3 separate regions of the Mus musculus genome follow, and all the other regions are linked to region 3. Evidence: chromatin contacts called from public HiChIP or PLAC-seq data. All regions are on one chromosome and are shown on one strand. The core of a region is the stretch at or near the end of the contact, and the rest is flanking DNA. Distances in the headings are between cores, read along the strand shown. Region 1 has its middle 42 kb from the start of Zdhhc19. Region 2 has its middle 14 kb from the start of Zdhhc19. Region 3 holds the start of Wdr53 (WD repeat domain 53).

The links. HiChIP or PLAC-seq counts read pairs in DNA pulled down with a chosen protein or histone mark.
Region 1: an H3K27ac HiChIP or PLAC-seq map of embryonic stem cells shows a contact between it and region 3, with 2.3 times the contacts expected there. The contact joins the enhancer-like site here to the promoter of Wdr53 in region 3. A contact is called at or near these places in 2 of 39 promoter capture datasets (3T3-L1-derived adipocytes and liver), 1 of 15 datasets of contacts at CTCF or cohesin (the NIH/3T3 cell line), 5 of 115 datasets of contacts at active chromatin or transcription factors (the NIH/3T3 cell line, the SCID.adh cell line, bone marrow-derived macrophages and 2 more) and 1 of 9 other capture datasets (adipose tissue).
Region 2: a contact with region 3 is called in an H3K4me3 HiChIP or PLAC-seq map of fetal liver, with 2.6 times the contacts expected there. The contact joins the enhancer-like site here to the promoter of Wdr53 in region 3. A contact is called at or near these places in 9 of 39 promoter capture datasets (the 3T3-L1 cell line, 3T3-L1-derived adipocytes, the C10 cell line and 5 more), 1 of 15 datasets of contacts at CTCF or cohesin (the NIH/3T3 cell line), 3 of 484 Hi-C or Micro-C datasets (bone marrow-derived macrophages, embryonic stem cells and pancreatic cancer cells), 23 of 115 datasets of contacts at active chromatin or transcription factors (the 230-238 cell line, CD8 T cells, the NIH/3T3 cell line and 16 more) and 3 of 9 other capture datasets (adipose tissue, liver and pancreatic islet).

What each region holds. Positions count from the first base shown.
Region 1 is chr16:32,536,889-32,539,588 of GRCm38.p6, reverse strand. No RefSeq gene overlaps it. Among named protein-coding and RNA genes, the nearest start is that of Zdhhc19, 42 kb to the right of the region's middle. Within about 2 kb of position 1,263, at least 38 of the 459 cell types and tissues checked have an H3K27ac peak or open chromatin away from gene starts, as enhancers often do. A contact at or near this core is called in the SCID.adh cell line and embryonic stem cells, where this site is marked.
Region 2 is chr16:32,508,461-32,511,160 of GRCm38.p6, reverse strand. No RefSeq gene overlaps it. Among named protein-coding and RNA genes, the nearest start is that of Zdhhc19, 14 kb to the right of the region's middle. Within about 2 kb of position 1,375, at least 87 of the 459 cell types and tissues checked have an H3K27ac peak or open chromatin away from gene starts, as enhancers often do. A contact at or near this core is called in CD8 T cells, the SCID.adh cell line, fetal liver and 1 more, where this site is marked.
Region 3 is chr16:32,245,810-32,248,509 of GRCm38.p6, reverse strand. It overlaps Wdr53 (WD repeat domain 53), which reads right to left and starts at 1,283. Exons shown (of 3, transcript NM_001185162.1): 1 at 1,243-1,283. It overlaps Fbxo45 (F-box protein 45), which reads left to right and starts at 1,485. Exons shown (of 3, transcript NM_173439.2): 1 at 1,485-2,016. The coding sequence starts at 1,699.

The DNA.
Region 1 (2,700 bases), core at 14-2,513, 290 kb before region 3:
AGATTTTTAAAAACAAAAATCAATATCCATTGAAACAGGGAACTCTTCAGTTCAGTGCAGGGTTTTGTTTTGTTTTAGGGGGTGGGGGAATTTAGAGACTGGGTTTCTCTGTGTAGGCTATTGTGTTTTATAAGAAAGAGAGAGAGAGAGAGAGAGAGAGAGAACCAGGATAGTTTGGTAGAGGTGGAAGGGGGCACCTCTGCAGGATGCCATGATAAGGCATCCCTCCTTCTCCTCTCCCCGCAGCCCCAGGTACCAGCCACGGATATAATATGGAAGAGTTTATTTAGGGCATGGGGAGGGGAGTTGAGGAGGGAGTAGAGACAGAAAAAGGCAGGGTGAGGGAGAAAGAGGGAGGGAGGGAGGGAGGGAGGGAGGGAGGGAGGGAGGGAGGGAGGGAGAGAGAGAGGAAGGGAAGGAGGAAGGGAGTTTGGGGAGAGAAAAGACAGAGAGGGTAAGAGAGCAAGAAAGAGAGAGAAAAGGAGGCAAGGAGCCCCTTTTATAGTGAGTTAAGCTTCCTGACTGTTGCTAGGTAACCGTGGGGCGGAGCCTAGAAGGAATGCTAACACTGGTGGTCCTGAAACTCACTCTGTAGACCAGACTCAAATTCCTAAGATTACCTACCTCTACCTCCTGAAGGCTGGAATTAAAGGCTGGCATTTCATTTTCATTCCAAGTGAAAAAGATTTTTGTGAGAACTCTCATATTAACTTCTCCAAGAGTAGGATAATAACTTAGCTTAGGTTTGACTTTTATCCTGACTCCATTTTGATTTTTAATTTGCTCTGTTGGTTTGATGTTCAGGCTTCGACCTTAAAAAAACCTTTCTGCCCCCTTATTTACACATAAATGTACTCAAAGCAGCATGTGAGTGCTTTTACCTAAATGGAATCATTTAATACATTTTTTTTATGCTCCATTCCCCAACATCAAATATTTGGTTTGTCTGTTTGTTCACAGATCACACCACTCAATGTGCCATGCACAGTTTATGCTTCCCTTGTTGATGGTCTGGACCCCAGCTCCTCCTCACATGACCCTCAGAGACAGGCTCTGCGGAGGAGTCCGTCCAGCTTCCAGGAAGCCTCCTGGGTTGGCTCACTTTGAAGCTGGGCCACCCACAGACCCTCACAGCTTGGATTCAAGATCAAGGACTCCCCCACCCTACAAAAGCCTGAGGGGCAGGAAGGACCCAGCAGAGCCCAGGACCTTGCTGAGGCCATGGTTCCACCCTGCTGGGTAAGCTCTACAAAGTTCTGCTGGCCAGGGGGCCCACCAGTAAAGAAGATAAAAGGAGAGGTAAGGTAAACACAGTGAGTAGGCTAAAGGCTGCAGCAGAACAAAGGGGCTACAGATACAAATATAAGAAGAGATTAAGCCCTTGCTTGATCTAAAATTAGGACTCTTGAGGAACAAGGTCTCAAGCTGGAGGCAGATGGTCCTCTAGGAGAGCAGCCCCTCTTCTAAGATTCCTTCTTCGTGCTTGATGGCTAGGGCTCTTGAGCTACAGTCCCTGTTAGGAACTCCTTCAGTTGGAATTTGGTTATCCAGTCAACTCTTAAGAGGAAAAAACACTTCACGAGTTAGGGAGAAAGGCCTTAGTACTATACCAGCATGCTTGGGCTTTTCTGTGCTGGAAACATCTCTCCCACGCCCTGATACTCAGTTACTAATGATTTTCTACCTGGCTTGTAAACTAATTCACTTAGCATTTAGGAAATAGCATCACACTTAGAAACTCTTCGTGGCCTTCCTCATTACCTAAGAATTTGAACTATACACTAGGGCCACTGAGAAAATCTGAGCTGATTAAAACTTCATTAGTATTTATTGATAAACAGTTTGTTTGTTTGTTTATCTTTTTATTTTATTTTATTTTATTTTATTTTGAATATATGAATATTTTGCCTGGATGTATGTATATGCACCATGTGTATACCTTGTACCACAGACGTCAGAAGAGGGCATCAGATCTCTGGGATCAGATGATTGTGCTGAAGGAAGATAAAATATTGTAACTTGTGAGTTTAGGAGCCCACAGCCCGGCCTGGGACCAAGAACAAAGCAGAACAGCCCCCAGGCATGCCAGGGCAGGGCTGTTGTTAAGGCATTCCTAAGAACATCTTGACTGTAAAGATACAAGGACCAGCAGGGCTATATTATCTAAGAATCTCCCCTCTGTCTATTGCCCCTTGGTGCCGGGTAAAGTCATACATCAACTGGTTGCTATGTGAACAAAGATAAGCCCCCCAGTCCACAGGAAGAAAGTCCTGATGCCCTATGTTCTTTCTGTTAATGTTTGAATAAGCCAATAGTGTGTCGCTGTGCTGAATTCCACATCCCTAAGCCCCTTACCCCATAAAAACCCCTAGCTTTCAAGCCTCGTGGCCAACATCCGTTATCTCCTGTGTGGGATACATGTCGGTCTGGAGCTCCGTAATTAAACGTCCTCATGTAATTACATCAAGATGGTAGTCTGTTCGTGATTCTTGGGTGCACACCGAATCGGGAGTTGAGTGGGGGTTTCCCCACTAGGTTCTATCAGAGCCACCATGTTGGTGCTGGGAATTGAACTCAGGTCCTCTGCAAGAACAAGAGTGTTGGCAACTGGTTCTAATGCTTTAATTGGGAATCTGTGAGTCTAATGCTGAAGGTCCTTGTCTTCAACTAATTGAGGGTTTTTTTTTTTCCAAGAAAATA
Region 2 (2,700 bases), core at 126-2,625, 260 kb before region 3:
CAGCCCTCCTGTGCTGCACCAGATCCTACAGCTTCCACGAATCACAATTATACCTTCTTACTTGAAAGTCCTTCATTGACTTTGAGTTCCTGGAAGTTTTCATCCAGGAAAAGCAGGGGCGGGGCGGGGCGGGGCGGGGTGGGGGTGAGGGTGGGAGTAGTCAAAGGGATGGAGAACTGAAGAGCAGCTTGTGGAAGAATGGGACAGGAAAGAGGACGGAAGGAAGAGGAAAGAAAAGGAAGGGAGAGGGAGTAGAGAGGAGAGCGGAGAGGTGAGAGGAGGTGAGGCTGAAGATGGAGGCCGGGGCACAGAGAAACAGGAGCCAGGAATAACAAGTGGTGTTTGACTTCCTTCAGCCTGAGGTGTCATGAACACAAGCTGAAGCTGATTGCTTAACTGAAGTGCACAGCCATGGCCCCAAGGCCACGATACTGCTCGGCAGGGGAGTCCCAGCTTTTACAACCGAGTCTACACACACTCCTTTGGCTGGGAGACACCCCACCGGTTGATTTTCTGTAAAACAAACTTCCCCTTGAAACAGCACCTTTCCCCCATCACTGCTCGGCCCCAAAGGATCCGACTCTAAACGGGGCAGCAGCGGACTCTGCCATTACAGTGACTAGCATTATGAAGTCCTAAGCAGGCCACACAATGCAGCCCGGCCTCATGCAGCCCTTGGGTCACCCTCAGTGATGCCTACCATTGACTAAGCAGCCTCTGGCCAGTGCTGGAGTCTGACTCTGCCTGGTCAATGCCTGTGACAGTGCTGTGACTTGTGACCGCTCACCTTGCTTCCTAGAGAAGCCCGTAGTCTTCACGCTAAAGACCGTGTCATGGGAAAGGGCCTGGAGGGGGTTGGCTTTCCCACTTAGCATGGCCAGGGGAAGTCACTGCTTTGTTGAATGTTGTTTTCCTCCTCGTCTCTAAACCAAGAATAGCAACTTAGCAGGGTTGGTGTGAAGATGAAAGGAAATATTATAAATAACTTCGCATAGGCTGGACCCAATGGGGGTTAGTAAAGGTTTGTCACCAGGAATAGGGCTTCATCCCCAGGCTGCATCTGTTTGCTAAGAACTAAAGACACACAATCCCCAGATAAGGTCTCTTAGGGGCCTGACACTAGACCCAGGTGCCCATGAGGTGACTAGCAAGGACCCATACCCATGCATCTGAGGTGTGAGGAACCTGTGCCCTATGAAGTGTGAGGAGCCTGGCCCTGACGGGCTCTGTAGTAGTCTCCTCTGCCCCATCATTCTTGCCCTGCCCCACCCTCAGCCACTGCAGGGCCCCCCTTGGGTGGAGTGGTTAAGGCAGAGCAGGGCGGGTGAGCCAGAGGCAGTAGGGACCATTATCGGGAGGCCCAGGATGCAGAGGGCTTCTGCAGCCTCCTTATCAGCTCCCTGACTGCTGAGGCATTGGCTTATCTGAGCCTAGGGTAAGAGAGCTGAGCTCTGCAGCTACTGCGCTGGCTCCCCTGCTGGGGCAGCTGAGAGTAGAAACCAGAAAGCCACCAGGCTGCCTGCCATTTCTGCCAGGAGGTTATCTTAGCCAGCCACTTCCCCCAGTAGCCCCCAAACCCTGTCTGAAACTGATGGTGGTAGCTTGTCTTTGACCCTCACCCTCAAAGTCAAAGCCTGTGACTCTTTGTGAGGTAAATGACTCTGTGGGGACTGCTGGGCTGAGCCAAGTGACTTCTGTCAAACATACTAGTTGGCAGCAGGTCTGGTTAGTCAGTCACTCAAGACTTGTCCTGCCCTGTAAGTCCCTACCTCCCAGAAGGCTGTGTGGATGACTCGAGATAATTTTGGCTCTAGGACCTAGCTGGCTGGGATCCCACAGAGGGGCTCCGGCTCCAAGTTGGCACATGGTCCTTCTTGGCTTTGACCCTTCCTCTGAGGGAGGCAGGGCATGCTGGGCATGCGGACAGCAGGCCCCCTCCTGGGGCTCTGATAACAGCTCTCACCTTATCTGTCAGCCAAAGACTGGGCGGGGTAAGTCTGAGAAGCAAAGGTAGGTTCTGCAAAAAGGGGCAGAGGAGAAAGTGGGAGCAGAGCAACTGAAGCCCTGCCAGCCTCGCCTGAGATCTAGGGAAGGACAAAGGGCCCTCGGAGAAGGGGTGGGCTAGGCCCCTCCTAGAGCTGTAGAAATTCTCAATTGGGAAGAACAAAGAAACCTAGAATCTTTACCCCAGAGCAGGAGCGATTGCCTTTGAAGAACTCAGAGCCTCTTGAGAATCAGAAGAAAATTACAACCTTGTCCTGCTGGGTAACTGAGGCCTTAAGGAGTCAGGGAAGATAACAACATGCTTGAGCCTCTGAAGGCCCCTTGCCTGAGGCTGGGTGAGTTCCCTGCAAACCTGGAGCCTAGGAGCCAATAAGTACAATCCCAGGCCACGTGGGGCTGAAGACAGCCAGCCTCCCTAAAGCCTCCAAGTGGGCCAGGTACCCCTTCAGAGCCAGGAAGTTGCAGGATTTAATCCAAGTCTTGGCCCAGGCTCCTGGACCCCTCTATTTCTCTGACCCAGGCCCAGGCTACCTGGGGAGCTCTCCTTTGGGGGAAGAGGAAGTCCCCTGACTGCCCTTTTCCTGAAGCTGGGATGTTCCCTTCTGCACACACCTGGAGAGTCACACCCAGAGGTAGACACACTTAGTGGTTCAAAAATACCAATCCTGTCCTCGCTGCCATGTAACACAGAGCTAT
Region 3 (2,700 bases), core at 34-2,533:
CCAAAACAACCAGAAGACTGTGGCATTAGCATGACCACAACAGACAAGAATTTGGGTTACTTGGTGCAAGACATCTTGAGGAAGGGATTAGCAAATCATAAGCATGTAATTATACCAGGGTAGGGAAGCAGCTGCTGTTCATTTGTTTTTACTAAAAACCAGGAAGTTAATTACACATAGGTGGATCTCAGGCAAGGTTTACTACATAAAAATTGCATGACACTGGACTTGATGCCTGAGTCTGTGAGCCCTATTATTATAATAATCACTTCATAGAGCTGCGTTGAGAATTATATATAAAAAAAAGTCAGATTAAAAGATCTCATCTATGCCTGGCTCACACTGTAGTTCTTTTACTTTATTTTATGTGTATAGCATGTATGTGTGTACAGCTCAGTCATTCCCGAAGCCAGAAGAGGGTTTGGCTCCCCTTGAACTTAAGCTACAACTCAGGTTAAGCCTTGAGCACCCATATGGGTGCTAGGAACGAACCTAGGTCCTCTACAAGAGCAGAAAGTGCTCTTAACTGCTCAGCCATCACTCCAGTCTCTATTATTCTTTTTCTAAATGCTCTTTAAAATAGCATAACTAAATAATGCTAGGTTCTTTTCCTCCCAGGAAATCATCTTTATGTTTCCACCTTACCTCATTCTAGGGATTAACAAATTACCAAACAAAACAAAACAAAAAAACCCAACAACAACACGTTTTTCTTAATCTTTTTACTACTACTTTTTACTGAACACACTATATTTTGTCCAAAAAGATTGTGACACTTAGTATTCAAATGACACTTTGAGATTACCTACACTTGTTTATTTAATCTCAAATATAATAAAACCTGCGTATTTACGAGGGTTGCTCAGGTTTAGCCACCTTACTTTGAGAATGGGTTCTGGTGAGTCCCCTACGGCGCTAGCCAGGAAAAGAAGATGTCAATTTCTCAAGGTAAAAAAAAATAAAATATAATAAAATGGATCTAACCTGACCACGACAAGAGGTCCTCAACTGCGCAAAGGGAAAGGAAATTGATCCAAGCGACCTGAAGGTGAAGGATCTAAGAATTGGCTAGCAAAAAAGGGAAGTGTCGTGAACAAAGTTAGAGAGGGAGCAGAAACCAAGTGAGACGGGAAACTCCGTAGGAAGAGAGGCCAAGGAGAGCCGAGTCAAGGCCATTAGAGGAAAAACAGAAAAAAAGCACTTGCGAACAGATCCGAACCCCGCTGGCCAACAGCCTCATACCTGGGCTTCCCGTTCCCGGTGGCGCCGAGCGATGACCTCACACGCAGCATCCAATCCCATCAAGCTTTAGGGAGCGAGGCGCCTCTGCCGAACAGTCACTTCCGGGCAGAGAGGCGCGGCGGGCGAGCTGGGCGTGCGCCCTTGCTTCTTGCCCTCAACTCGCATGGCGGATCCCGGGGCGCGTCGCGGGCAGGCCGGGCGAGGCGGGCGGTTCCGGCGCCCGCGCTGAGCGGCTCCGAGGGGCGGGAACCCGAGCGGCTCGCGCCATCTGCCCTCAGTGAGGCGGGGCGCGCAGCGGACGCCCCGGGGCAGGGGCGGGAGCGGTGGAGGCGCGAGCGGCTGGCGCTGAAAGGGGCGGTGAGCGAGCCGCTCGCGGCTGTAGGCGAGGCTTGGCCTCCCGCGCCGAGACGGGGCGAAGCGGCGGCGGCGGCGGCCCTCGGGCCGGCTGGTGAGGCGATGGCGGCGCCGGGCCCGGGGGCTGGGGCAGCCTCGGGCGGCGCTAGTGGTGGCGGCGCCGGTGCCGGCGGCGGCGCCAGCGCGGGCTCGGGGTCCTCCGGGGTCGGCGGCCGGTTGCCCAGCCGGGTGCTGGAGTTGGTGTTCTCCTACCTGGAGCTGTCCGAGCTGCGGAGCTGCGCCCTGGTTTGCAAGCACTGGTACCGCTGCCTCCACGGCGACGAGAACAGCGAGGTGTGGCGGAGCCTGTGCGCCCGCAGCCTAGCAGAAGAGGCTCTGCGCACGGACATCCTCTGCAACCTGCCCAGCTACAAGGCCAAGGTGAGGGAATCCCGGGGCCACGTCGAAGCTCGGCTCCTCTCCCGCCCGCCGCTCTCGGGGTTTATCTTCAAAGCTTGAGTCAGAGGTTTCACCTCAGCATCCCGCCTTCCCACGGCTTCAGCCAGTCAGGACCACTCTCACCCCTCCTCTCCATAACGATCTTTTCTTTGGATTGAAGTTCTGCTTCGTAATCCACCTCACTTTTTAAAATACTAGGTGGTTTCCCATCATTCATTTTCAGCAGTCTTTCTACTTTCGACAGTCTTTGCTCTTAAAGACAGATCACCAGCCGATACTCATGAGCATGTATTTTTTCTGGCCTCCAAGTAGACTTAAGGCATTAGTTCGTCGATGTCGCTTTAAAATAGGTCTAGTTGCTGGGATCTTTTGCGTTCACTACCCCTTTTCCTAGCTCTGATTAACAAGAACATTATTTTCACCCACGTTCTCTTAGGGCCACAATATTTCACGATTCCAAGTGATGATAAGACTAGGCATCCTGCTAATTAACTTGTAAGAAAGAGACTTTACTATTACTTCCTCTCATTGGCACCATATAACTCATCACACTGCCTTGTCCTGCTGTGATTGATAACTTTTTCATAGTTCTACTCAGGTGATGGCTCTTCTGGCATCTAATATGTTGATTCCTGTTTTGCTGGTTTTGTTGTTGTTGTTGTTCTC